Linked DNA regions of Mus musculus: all the other regions are linked to region 1. Evidence: chromatin contacts called from public HiChIP or PLAC-seq data. All regions are on one chromosome and are shown on one strand. The core of a region is the stretch at or near the end of the contact, and the rest is flanking DNA. Distances in the headings are between cores, read along the strand shown. Region 1 holds the start of Tmem222 (transmembrane protein 222). Region 2 holds the start of Fgr (FGR proto-oncogene, Src family tyrosine kinase). Region 3 overlaps Fgr (FGR proto-oncogene, Src family tyrosine kinase). Region 4 holds the start of Ahdc1 (AT hook, DNA binding motif, containing 1).

The links. HiChIP or PLAC-seq counts read pairs in DNA pulled down with a chosen protein or histone mark.
Region 2: a contact with region 1 is called in an H3K27ac HiChIP or PLAC-seq map of microglia, with 7 times the contacts expected there. The contact joins the promoter of Fgr here to the promoter of Tmem222 in region 1. A contact is called at or near these places in 4 of 39 promoter capture datasets (cranial neural crest, embryonic stem cells, liver and 1 more), 23 of 115 datasets of contacts at active chromatin or transcription factors (CD8 T cells, the NIH/3T3 cell line, the SCID.adh cell line and 13 more) and 3 of 9 other capture datasets (adipose tissue, liver and pancreatic islet).
Region 3: an H3K4me3 HiChIP or PLAC-seq map of embryonic stem cells shows a contact between it and region 1, with 14 read pairs. The contact joins the enhancer-like site here to the promoter of Tmem222 in region 1. A contact is called at or near these places in 12 of 39 promoter capture datasets (the C10 cell line, cranial neural crest, embryonic stem cells and 8 more), 3 of 15 datasets of contacts at CTCF or cohesin (the NIH/3T3 cell line, embryonic stem cells and large pre-B cells), 3 of 484 Hi-C or Micro-C datasets (CD4 single positive thymocytes, bone marrow-derived macrophages and embryonic stem cells), 27 of 115 datasets of contacts at active chromatin or transcription factors (the SCID.adh cell line, acute myeloid leukemia, bone marrow-derived macrophages and 19 more) and 3 of 9 other capture datasets (adipose tissue, liver and pancreatic islet).
Region 4: an H3K4me3 HiChIP or PLAC-seq map of bone marrow-derived macrophages shows a contact between it and region 1, with 8 times the contacts expected there. The contact joins the promoter of Ahdc1 here to the promoter of Tmem222 in region 1. A contact is called at or near these places in 19 of 39 promoter capture datasets (the C10 cell line, the HPC-7 cell line, the SN4741 cell line and 13 more), 4 of 15 datasets of contacts at CTCF or cohesin (CD8 T cells, the NIH/3T3 cell line, embryonic stem cells and 1 more), 14 of 484 Hi-C or Micro-C datasets (CD4 T cells, CD4 single positive thymocytes, the G1E-ER4 cell line and 7 more), 40 of 115 datasets of contacts at active chromatin or transcription factors (the 230-238 cell line, CD8 T cells, DN3 thymocytes and 28 more) and 4 of 9 other capture datasets (adipose tissue, liver, macrophages and 1 more).

What each region holds. Positions count from the first base shown.
Region 1 is chr4:133,276,217-133,279,198 of GRCm38.p6, reverse strand. It overlaps Tmem222 (transmembrane protein 222), which reads left to right and starts at 1,409. Exons shown (of 6, transcript NM_025667.3): 1 at 1,409-1,668. The coding sequence starts at 1,475.
Region 2 is chr4:132,972,492-132,975,473 of GRCm38.p6, reverse strand. Fgr (FGR proto-oncogene, Src family tyrosine kinase) reads right to left here and starts at 1,379. Exons shown (of 13, transcript NM_010208.4): 1 at 1,204-1,379.
Region 3 is chr4:132,992,296-132,995,277 of GRCm38.p6, reverse strand. Fgr (FGR proto-oncogene, Src family tyrosine kinase) reads right to left here. Exons shown (of 13, transcript NM_010208.4): 6 at 528-631; 7 at 211-360. Among named protein-coding and RNA genes, the nearest start is that of Gm36599, 14 kb to the left of the region's middle. Within about 2 kb of position 1,552, at least 18 of the 459 cell types and tissues checked have an H3K27ac peak or open chromatin away from gene starts, as enhancers often do. A contact at or near this core is called in the SCID.adh cell line, acute myeloid leukemia and embryonic stem cells, where this site is marked.
Region 4 is chr4:133,009,962-133,012,943 of GRCm38.p6, reverse strand. Ahdc1 (AT hook, DNA binding motif, containing 1) reads right to left here and starts at 1,438. Exons shown (of 7, transcript NM_146155.3): 1 at 1,421-1,438; 2 at 657-754.

The sequences.
Region 1 (2,982 bases), core at 160-2,659:
GTCTCGAAAAACCAACCAACCAACCAAAAACAAAAACAAACAAAAAAAAATTATCAGGACCGCAGGCTTTTGGCAAGTTACTATTAAAGGAGACTCATTTCATGGAAGCAAACCTTCTCAAAAGCATAGCTTTTGCCTTCCCTAAACATTTGTCCACACCTTCTGTTGGCTAATAGTCTTAGGTGATGAGGAATTGAATCTAGCTGTACTAAGCCATAGCTTCTAGCCAGAATGAAGTGCTTAGCCCCTATCTGACAGGTCTGCTTCACCTGCAGAAACAATATGCCTGAGTATGGAAAACAACCCCCACTCTGGTCCCAGTCAAACCATACACACACACACACACACACACAAAGAGGAGCTGTAACATATATATATCTCCTCCAGCCCGCTGTTCCAATAAAACAGTCTCAGTCTCAGCCTGTTGAAACAATCTGTTTGCCTTTCTGCCTCATTTTTCTTACACCTTCCTATAGCCTGGTTCCCTTCTTGTCTTCCAAACCCATCCCACCCACTCCTCACCGCATAACATTCCACTTCCATGTCTCTCTGATTATCCCTCTGAAAAATCAAAAGATTCCAAGACTGGAGCCTGGCCACTTTGTGTTCTTGAGTGTGATCTTAGACAAGTGCTAACTGCCGAGTTTTCTATAAAGCAAAAAAGGACCTGGCTTAGTGATGTACCCTTTTAAATCCCAGCACTTGGGAGGCAGAGTTAAGAGTTCAATGTCAGCCTGGTCTACATAGTGACAGACAGGGCTACATAGTGAGACCCTGTTTCAAAACAAAAACAAACATGTGCCCCAAAACACGAACAATAAAGAGATTTAGATAAGTCTTGGATGATATTCTCTACTGCACATAGTGACCTCAAGTTTCCTGTCTTGGCACTTCTGCATCCGTGCTCTCCCCAGGCCCAAGGCTGCTCCCTCCCATACACACCAAGTGTACGTGTCTCCCATACACACCAAGATTTTAGTTTGACCTCCCTTTTTACACCATCACGTAACAGACTATTATGTAACTCATGCCACAGACTAAAAAGGACAAAGGAAATCTACAAAGACTTGCGTTTGAATCGTTGCTCACTTCATTTCTAAGAGCCTTTGTCTCTGATTTGTTTTCTGGGGGAAACAACTAAATTTGCACGTCTAATCAGTTTATAGACAGTAGTACCAATGAATATCACATGCTTGGCACCTAAGAAGTGATCAATAAAGAGTGCCTGCACCACGTGCCGGCATGCGGAACCGCGGTTGGTTGTGGGTTCCCGGGGCTCGACTGAGAGCTTCCTGAGGTCCACGGAAATGCTCCGCTACAAACACGGGAAAGAGGCTAAACTAGCCGGGCCCAGAAGGACAAGGCTCCAATTCCCCGGGGGAAGATCGACCGAGAGGACACTCCGCCTCCCGGAAGTGATGACACAGGGGCGAGCGGCGGCGCGGTCGGCCTTCCCGAGCGGGACGCGCGCGGGATGGCGGAAGCGGAAGGGAGTTCTCCGCTTCTGTTACAGCCGCCGCCGCCCCCTCCTCGGATGGCGGAAGTAGAAACGCCGACGGGGGCCGAGACGGACATGAAGCAGTACCACGGGTCCGGTGGCGTTGTCATGGACGTGGAGCGGAGCCGCTTCCCCTACTGCGTGGTGTGGACACCCATCCCGGTGCTCACGTGAGTGTCTTCCGATGTCAGCGCGAAGTCGCCGAGGGCCCGAGCATCCTCCGGGGTGCCATGCTAGCTTTTTTTTCCCCAGACTTGCAGCAACCCGTACTCCGGGCCAGGCTAGCCCCCAGTCCCCTAGAGCTCTCGTCACCTATGAGGTGCGCGGTCCCCTTGGATGTGGGGCATAGTTCCGGCCCTGGTTCCCCCAGGTCTAACTGGAGAGGAGGAGAAGTGTAGATCAGCAGCAAAGATCTGGTCATTAGCACGCCCTTAAGCTGCAGGCGTACAGAAAAGACCCTTAATCATTGTCTGAAGAGGCATCGTCATTCATTCCCCGTTGGTTTTTGTTTTTGTTTTTTCACTCATTGAGCAAACGAGCGCGTACTTGTCGTCTGTTATGCACAAGACGTTTCGCCTTTAGAAACAGAACTGAGTGTTTGATCGAAGCCACACTGGTTCGTGGAATGTCAGCATTGGGAGGTCCGTGCTGGCGTTTTTCCCCCTACATCATTTGAGTTACAAAGCAGTCTCAGCGACCTAGGTATCTGCCTCCCAGTGGAAGAATGCAGCTTACAACCCTCCTACCTTAATCCTAACAGTCTGGACAGTTTACAAGCTTTATTTTCTGTAGTAGAAATCCCCTTCCCCCATGGGGAAGCTGAGTTCCTTTGTAACATCGTCTTGGTCCGTTGACTATCCCAGCAAGAAGATATTCAGAAGCCAGTTAGTTCACTGACTATATATAACTCATCTTTCAGCTGTGGCATCCTACCTCTCACCTGAGGAGGTACTCTTTTCTTTCCTTCTATCAAAATCAGCTACCAGGCACGGGGATCCATACTTTTAACCATAGCACTTGGAGGCAGAGGCAAGCAGATGTCTGTGAGTTGGAGGGCAGCCTGAATTATATGGTAGGAGTTCCAGGCCAGCCAGGCATGTATAGTGAGCCCCAATCTCAAACAAACAAACAAACAGAGCCAAGTTGTGTGGAGAAGGAATATTTTTAGTCTCAAATGTTTCTGATCTTCAAATCATTTTAATCTTTCGATTTTGTATTTATTTATTTTATTGGTTTTGACTGAGACATGAGCTTGATATGTAGCCCTGGCTGGTCTGGTATTTATTTCGTAGCCCAACCTGACTTTGAACCCCTGTTCCCCCTGCCTTCTGTGTTCTGGGACTACAGGTGTATGCCATTTCATCTATCAAATGACCCTAATTTTTAAAGTATGTAAAGCTACTTGGGCCAGGGTGGATGGCTCAGTCAGTAAAAGTGCTTTCTGTGAATAACCTGAGTTTGGATCCTTGTTAACCATGTAAAAA
Region 2 (2,982 bases), core at 130-2,629, 300 kb after region 1:
TACCTCTGTTTGCTGGATGCAAGGATTATTATAGGCATGAGCCACTAGGCACAGCTTTGGTATGGGGAGGGCTAGTTTCTTCCCCAAAGTTCCAATGAGAAAAGCAAAAGTCCAGAGAAAGCTAGCTCTCCTTGAGGTCTGCATAGCAATTAAAGGCCCATTCTTGCTAAGAGAACATGTCTCTGAGGCAGGAGACCCCTGAACACCAAGCGGCACCCTCTCACTCCCTCTGTGGTGCAACACACCCGGATCAAGGACCAAAAATGGGGACGAAGGCAGGGACCAAAGTTGGCTGCCAGCCTTGAGCCTGCAGCGGCCCAAAGCCAACTGGCCTCACTGCCCTGTGTTGCCATGGAAACAGCCCCTGCGGGCATTGGCGGTCAAAAGCAGGATTTCCGTCGGGGCTGCCAGCAATTCCCGGATCCCGACAGGGACGCAAACCTTGACCGCCACTGCGGATAGGGAAAAGCACCCAGGGAGGTCTGATGCCCCAGGGTGAGGTCTTCCCCAGGAAACCCAGATCCACGCCTCCAGCTGCTGGAAGGAATCCCCAGGGTGTCTGGAACCCGCTGCCCCACTGATGTAGCTAGAGGGTCTGGGGGGAGTTTGCAGACTCCCCGCTTCCCTCTGAGGAATCCAGATAGCCGGCCTCTGAGACCCCAGAACTGCACTCTGGACTCCGAGTTCTGCAGAAGTCACTCTCCTAGACCCCCTTCTCGGGAACTCGCGACCGATTTCCTCAGTATCCCCTCCCCCTTTCCAGTTTCCCCACCTACTACCCCTCTCTCATACCCCCTCAGCTTCTTTCCTTTTTCTCCTCCTGAAAGCCTCTCAGGGCTCTCCCTAGACGCTTTTGGGGGATCCCACAGTGCCTTCCTGTACTTTCAGCCCTCTCCCCAAATTTTATCAAATTTACAACACAGTTTCCCTCTCTTTCCCCATTTAGACTTTTAGGGGGAATTTTTGGTCTGCCTTCGCCGTACTGCCTCGGCCTTCTCCTAGGTTTTTATCAGCCTTTTCCAGCTTTCCTTAGTTTTCCTTCTTCATTTCCTTTCTGAATGGGATCCCCACCCCCATCTCCCGCTTTCAACTTGCTCAGCTCTCAAAGTTCAGGTTTACCCCCAAATCTTCCCTCCAAGGTGAGGACGGTTAGGGGCGGGGCAACATTTGCCCTACCAGCCCCCACCGGGTTTGGCCGCCTACCTGGTCTCAAGGGAGCCAGCTGCGGGTGACTCGATCTGGGGCGAGCCAACCCTAACTTCCAGCAACCAGGAGAGGCGATGTGGGGGGTAAAGTGAGGTGCTACCCGCCTCTGCCCCTACTACCTACTCTGGGGAGGGAGGAGGAAGCCGTCTCGGACTTCTCTTATTTTGGTGACTGCGGAGGAGGAGGCGGCAGCCAGAGAAGTCGAAGTCACGCCTCAGCCCCTAGACTGCTGCCCAAAGCCAGGAGGGGCCCCCAGATCCAAAGTCCGCTGGCTCCCACTTCCCGCTGTGGATGGGCTCTCCCAGCGCTGTCCCTGCGCCCCAGCTCCTTCCCAAAGGTTCCGGCCAAAGGGACCTGTCCCTTTAGTTACTAGAGTGGGATACCAAGGGGGTGGGGGGTTGGCCATCCCAAAGGCTCCCACTCCCCACTCATCTCCTAGGTAGGAAAACACAGAGCCAGGTCAGGATAACTTGGCCCAAGTTCACATAGCCTGTAGCCTTTACACTACTGTCACTACATTTGCCAGGGATCTTTTGCCTGTCACTTATACCCTGCCGCCTCATCTTTAGGAACTGGGCGGTGGAGATAAGGCCCTTGCCTTTGGGTACCTGTTTTTCACAACAATCAGCTCCCATCAGGCTACTGCCACACACAAGTTTTAGAGAAGCTGAGGAGAATCCTTAATCAATCACAGTGTCTCTAGGAGAGCCCTCCCTATACTCCCCCAGCCCGATACCCACCCTCCCTTTAAAACCAAGAGTTATTACCAGTATTACCTCTCTAAAACCAAGGTGCACTGAGACCCAGGAAATCCCCCTGCCTGGGGAGGGAGAGCTAGGGTTGAATTGGAAATGTTTGTGGGAGGGTGAGGGCTTAAGGCATGGAAGATTCAAGTGGGTGTCCCCGGGGCTATACTGATGATAGGCGATGACGATGCGTGACTGGGTTTAGAATCAACAGCTCGGACACATTATGCAGTCAGGTGTGCTTCTGTGTACAGACAGGGGTGTAGGGGGCTGTGTGTGAGCGCCCTAAAGTACAAGTTCAGGAGGATCATGGTGACACACACGGTGTCAGCAAGTGATGGATGCAGATAGGAATGCTTCTCTCAATGAGCCATGGCAAACACCTTTAACTCCAGCACTTGGGAGGCTGAGGCAAGCAGATCTTTGTTGAGTTTGAGGCCAGCCTGGTCTATGGAGTGAGTTCCAAAACAACCAAGGCTACACAAAGAAACTCTGTCTCAAAAAACCAAATAAAAGTGCTTCTCTCTTAGGAAAATATGAAGTGGGTGTAGGAGGAAGAAAGGAAATGTAGTGGAGGTTCAGGGACTGTGGGAGGGTGGCTTTACCCTGCCTGGATAGCACTGCCACCATTATAGAGCATCCTCTAAGTTGGCCTTGGCCATTGATCCATGTGTGCAATTAACAAATAAATGTATATCGTGGCCAATGGGAGCCCAGCCATAGGGAGCCCAGATACAAAAGGAACAGCCGCACCAGCTGCACTCCCAGCTACTCAAGAGGATGCTTGAGCCCTGTGGATTGGAGGACAGCCAAAGAGGAGTAGTGATTCTCTACCTGAGAGGAGGGAGGAAGGGAAGAGGAGGAGGAGGAGGAGGGGGAGGCAGAGGAAGGCAGGGAGATAGGACAGGAGAAGGCAGAGATTAGAGGAGATGGGAAGAGAAGACAGAAGAGGAGAGAGGAAAAGAGGAAGGAAGAAAAAACAGGAGGGAAAAGAGAGAAGCAAGGGAGAGAGGGAGGGAATAAGGGAGAG
Region 3 (2,982 bases), core at 303-2,802, 280 kb after region 1:
TAAAATTTTCAAAAGTTCCCCAGGCTTAGGCCTGGAAGCAAGATTAGGAGGCATTGCTTGCTCTCCGTCTGCTCAGACTCCACACAGAGCAGAATCCTGGCCTAAGGACGCATGTACGTGGCCCAGCCACTACTTCTTTAGGAGATTTTTGTTCTCCAGGCCTCAGTCTCCCCGTCATGACAACACGGTCAGTCACACTTAGCAGCTCACCCATGTAGTGCCGCACTAGGTCCTGTATGGAGTCAAACTGGGCCCGTGTGGTGATGTAGTAGCCGCCCGTGTCCAGCTTTCGGATCTTATAATGCTTTATGTGATCGCCTCTGTTCTGGTCCCAGTCACGGATGGACAGGGAGTAGGCCCCTGGGTGGAAAGGGTCCTTTAGTTCTCGTCTCCCTCAGAGCAGGAGGAGGCCCCCAAAGGAATTCCCAGAGCCCAGCTTAGCTCTGCCCCTCCACTTGGCCCTGACCCAAGCACTGACCAGCCCACTGTCCTTATTGTCTGGTGGCATGTCTGCCGTACCAACCCACCTTTGGTGGTCTCGCTTTCCCGAATGAGAAAGGCCCCCTGGGGGTTACCAGAGGACAGAAGCTGCCTCTCTGCATCCTTTCTACTGATCTTTCCGAAGTACCACCTGTTAGGAAAAGCAGGCAGAACCAGGCACATTCATTCCAAACGCCAGTTCATCTTCCCCGGAAGTCACCGCAACAGCCAAGTCTCAGTTTCCTCATCTGACAAATGGGTTGTTATAATCTGCTTCATGACTTGAGTATAAGGATCCCAGAGAAGGGGAATGGGAAACTGTCGGGCACACATGGTCGATGCTGAGAAAGACCAGGATTCCTACCCACTGGTGTCTCTTGAATTAAAATTGTTAGATTCTCCCTGGTACAGTGGTATGATCCCAGCAATCAGGAGGCAGAGGCAGGTACCGCTCTGAGTTTGAGGGTACCCTGGTCTACATAGCAAGTTCTAGGTCAGCCAGGGCTACATAGTGAGACCCTACCTTAAAAACAAATAATGAGGGAACAGGGCATAGTGGTACATGCCTTTAATCCCTGCACTTAGGAGTTGGCGGGGGCAGGTGGATCTCTCTGAGTTTGAGGCCAGCCTGGTCTATAGAATGAGTTCTAGGACAGCCGGAGAAACCCTGTCTCTGGGAAAAAAAAAAAAAAGCCATAAAAGTCCCTGGTAGTGTAGTGTATGCCTTTAATCCCAGCACTTGGGAGGCACAGGCAGGCAGATGTTCCAAATCAGTCAAGGTTACATGGTAAGACGTTATATCAAACCAACAAACACACCAACAAACCAAAATTGGTAGAGCCCAGGCATCAGTGACTTTTTCAGGTATCACAGGGCCCTTGACCCTTCTCACTAGACCTCTCCAAAACCCATTTTACAGACAAGGAACTCAAGTCTCAGAGGGGAGCTGGTGTGAACAATTAGTGTCCTCACGTGCCCTGATTCTCTCCCACCACCCTAGGCAATCCTTCAGACTCCTGCCCCACCCTAGCCCCAAATTCTTTCCCTGCTTGTGGCTGTCTGAGACAATGTAGTCCTGAGCTGTGTGCATACAGGGCAGACTGGGGGGTGGGGAACAGATGTGACCACACTCGCTGTAGAAGACTCTGTTGTTATCTGATCATTAAATTGACTGTGCCTTGTGGGCATTGATAGAAAAGAACACAGTTTTCAAATCAGGGCGGGTGAGGACACCTGGGAACGCTGGCACGCTCAGTCCATACCTGAGCACCAGGCAAATCTGGGAGACAGAAGCGGTGTCTGCTAACCGTGTGCCTGGGAAAGCAGGCAGCAAGGAGAAAGGGTTGAAGGGATACCATACACATTGTCAAAGGTTTTCAAGATCATCCTTCAACCCCAGCACAGTGTTGTGCACCTTTGACCCCAGCACTCTGGAGTCAGGAGGCTCTCTGTGAATTCAAGGCCAGCCTGGTCTACAGAACTTTTTCTAGGACAGCCAGAGCTACACAAAGAAGCCCTGTCTTAAAAAAGCCAAAAACTTCCTTAAGAATCAGCAGAGTAAGTTAGCCCCTGGGAGGAGGAGCTTCTAAGAGTGAGATAGCCTGAGCTACATCGCAGGACCTTGCTTCAAAATAAAAACCAAGCCTTAACAGACTGGGCACTTCCTTTGTGGTAGACGACAACTCTGAACATAAATAGACTTGCTTATAATATTCAGAGAAAAGTGCCATGTTTAAACTCATTAGACAGATGAGGAATTGAACCAGCTACCTAGTGGTTAAGCAGCTTGCCTGAGGCCACACTGTGATCCAAAACAGGAACCCAAACTGTCTCCTCTCAGGCCTGGGCTCTTAACCAGGAACCCACACTGAGCACTTTAGACAGCACCTTGCTACCCAAGCTGTGGGCGCAGCTGATCCAACCCTCCACACACACACACACACACACACACACACACACACACACCATTGCCACCCCTCTGATCCACACCCCCCCCACTCCCACACCATGGCCACCCCTCTGATCCAACCCCCACCCTCACACCCACACCATTGCCACCCCACTGATCCAAACCCCACACCCCCACACCATTGCCACCCTGCTGATCCAACCCCCCCCACCATTGCTACCCTGCTGATCCAACTCCCCCCCCAACACACAACACTGCCACCCTGCCCCTCCATCATCCTCCATGCTTTCTGCCGCTCTCCACAATCCAGCCTCTTTCCTCTTGTGCTCTGGGCTTGCCCATGTCCCTCTACTAGAGAAAACCCATCTTACCCCATAAACATCCCCCTGAAACTGCCCCATCCTTCAATCCCTAAACACATACCTTCCTCTTTCCTAGAGGGAAGAAGTTCTGAGTCCTACGTTGCTGTGTTTTAAAGATGTATTTCTTGATATCACTGCACACACATGTGCATGCAAGTGTCCATGGGGGCTGAAAGAGGGCACCAGAGCCCCTGGAACAGTAGCTAATGAGGGTTATAAGTCCCCACGTGG
Region 4 (2,982 bases), core at 189-2,688, 270 kb after region 1:
AGCCGACTTTGTTCGCCAGGTAACCGGGCACGCGGCCCAACCCCTCTGGCCAGGCCGCCCCCAAATCCCTCCTCCGCCCCACACCCCCTCCGGGTCATTAGGTCCCCGCCCCTCAACTCCCAGAGCGCCAACGGAACCTTGGGATTTGGGGGCTGGAGGGGAGGGGCTCCTCCCTCCGCAGTCTCCCCTTTTCCCAGCGCCTATCCTAAAATCCAGCCTTGTTCTCCGCTCCCACGGTCCCCCTACATCCCCCCCCCCACATTCTCAGCAAGCTGGAGAGCAAATTGCAGTTTTAAATCCAAAGGCGGAGGGAGGGGGAGGAGGAGGGGGTGCGCGGCAGCTCTGGGCGCGCACCTCGCCCCCGAGCCGGGGGAGCCGCGGGGCGGCCAGGAAACCCGAGAACCCCCCCTCCCCGCCCCCCCTCCCCGTCCACCTCCCCCTCCCCCTTCCCGGCGCTGCCTGCCAGGCTTCGAGCCGAGCCCAGCCGAGCCGCGGGCCCCGGTGGAAACAAAGACCGATCGCACCGCGGGCACCGCAGCCACGGGGTCCGGCGGACCGGACTGGGGGCGCTGGGCCCCCCCACAGTGCGCTGCACAAAAGAGCCTGGCCGGCCGGTCCCCAACCGCGTCTATTGCTGGGCAGGAGGCGCTACTTACCGGAGTGCTGGGCTGCCGGCTCCGTGGGTCCGAGCCAGGCGAGGGGTTTCGGGGGGCGTCTATCTTCCGCCGGCGGCAGCGACACGGGCGCCCGGCTGCTGGGAAGAGGAGTCGTAGAGGAGCCCTGAGCCGCCTGCCGTCGCTGACAGCATGGCTCGCGCCTCGGCTCACATTCTCCGCCGCTAACTCCGCTGGACACGGCCCCCCGCTCCCGCGGCGTCCCCCCCACCACGATTACTCCTTCGCTATCTGCGCCCCACTCGCTTCCCCAGCCGCTCACACACTCTCACAGCCCTGGACACCCCCGCCCCAACCCCCCAATTGCAAACCTGGGAGGGAAGACGCCCCGCGTAGTCCTCCTGCTCCTCCTCCGCCGCCCTCCTCCCTCCCGCTCTGTCTGTCTGTCTGTTTGTCTGCCTGTCTCTATTTCTCTCTCTCTCTCTGCCTTTCTCTGCTCTCCGAGCTGGGTGGGAAAAGGAAATGAGGACAGAAAGCAGACGCTGGCTTTGGGTGGTGGTAGCTGGATTCCCTCTCTCCCTCCCTCCTCCCTCCTCCCCTCCCTCCTCCTGCCTTCTGCTCTCTCCGCTGCGAGCGGGGCTGAGCGCAGCCTGGCGGGTGGCTCGCTCGGCCCGCCCGCCCGCCTGTCTGTCTGTCTGGTCTGCCTCGCTCGCTCCCTCCCTCCGTCTCTCGCCCTCGCCCTGCCTGCCTGCCTGCCTCTCTCCGTCTCCGCCGCCGCCGCCGTTGCCTCTGCGAGCTCGCCTTACCTTCGCTGCTCACCATCCGGAACCCCAGGGGGGAGCGCGCGCAGAGCACGCCGGGACTTGTAGTCCCTGTTCGGCCGCTCCGCGCGCTGTGCGGGCGGGGCCACTCCGGCTGCTCCGACGGCGCGGCCCGGAGCGGACCCTATGCCGGAGTATCCCTGGCCCGGATGAATCCCGTTTTATCTAGGACTGCTGATCCTCCTCAAGGGTTAGGAACATTCCGGGCGTTCCGAGGCCCCTACTCGGGGCTCTGGCTGCGCCAAGGTTGCGGGTGGTAGCGCAGGGGCGGGGTCTGAGAATAAAATGAGTGGAATCGGGCATCAGAGGATGAGCCAAAAGGGCTGCGACTTTCTGGGGTGTCCCAAACACGTTGAGAGGGCCCATGGAGAGACGAGAGGACCTACACTTTCAATTTGGGGACGTTTTTCCTATCAGAAGAGGCGTTTGGCAAGAAAGCCGCTCTGGAAACGCTACAGTCTCCTCCGCATTTCGTGGCCCTTCGCCTCAAACTCAGCCCTGGATTTAGTTCTTCCAGCGCCTACTTTTTATTGTCGTCCACGGGCGGCGAGGGCGCAAAAAATTCTGGACAAAGTGTAGATACCATGCCTTCTGAATTTGAACAATTGTTTGTGAGCGGAATTCAACAGTTCTCCAGCGCCTGCTGCGGCGTGGGGGTTGGGCGCAGCACTTTCACCTACCTCCTCTTCAGGTCACATCTGTTCTCCAGCCCCTGGCTCTGGGCCCCCTGCCTTGCCTATCCCACAGATGGGAATGTGCGCCTCTGAGGAAGGCTTTGTTACCCCCAGGGAGGTGGCTGGACAGCTCTGAAAGGAGAATTGCCGCGGCTGCCATTTACTGAGCACCCGGGCAGCACGGGGTCCTTGGAGCCTTGCAGAAAAAACCCTACGAGACCTTATTTCTATTTTAGATATAAGAGTTCCGGAGCCCAGGTGTCCCGATTAGAAAGTGGTAGATTCAGCATCTGGATAATTTCAAAGCTTCCTTCCTTCCTTAACCCTTGGGCGGTAACAGAGTGGTGATTCCCTCTACTCCACCCCCCCCCCCCCGCGTCCCCGCCATCCTTTACTGTTGATCTTTCTTCCCTGTGTCTATGTGTCCTCCCTTGGCACTAAGGTAGATAAGGTTTGCAGAAGAAACAGATGAGTGATGCAGTGATCACTGCCCTGCTACTTGTCTATTGACTGCTTCTGAGCTGATCCCAACTCATGACTGTGTCTGACATTCCTTTGGCCAATGTCTGCCAACTTAGTCCATCTTGCCCCATGTCCTAAGCTTCTCTAGCAATGCCTTTACTCCCTGATCCACCTGCTTCTGATGCCTTCTTTGCTCTTGCAGGGTAATTGCTAGTCAACACATGTTTAGATGGTGACATTATGCTAACAACACATCCACACCACCTTCACCATCCCTCCATCTCTCCCAGTCCCTACCTATAGAGCAATTGAAACTTTTCCAGAAAGCAAGTAACAGGGGAGGCTCTAAAAAGCACACCCACTGATGTGGCATCGTGGCACATGTGGCCAGCTGGAGAGGCCTCTGTCTAG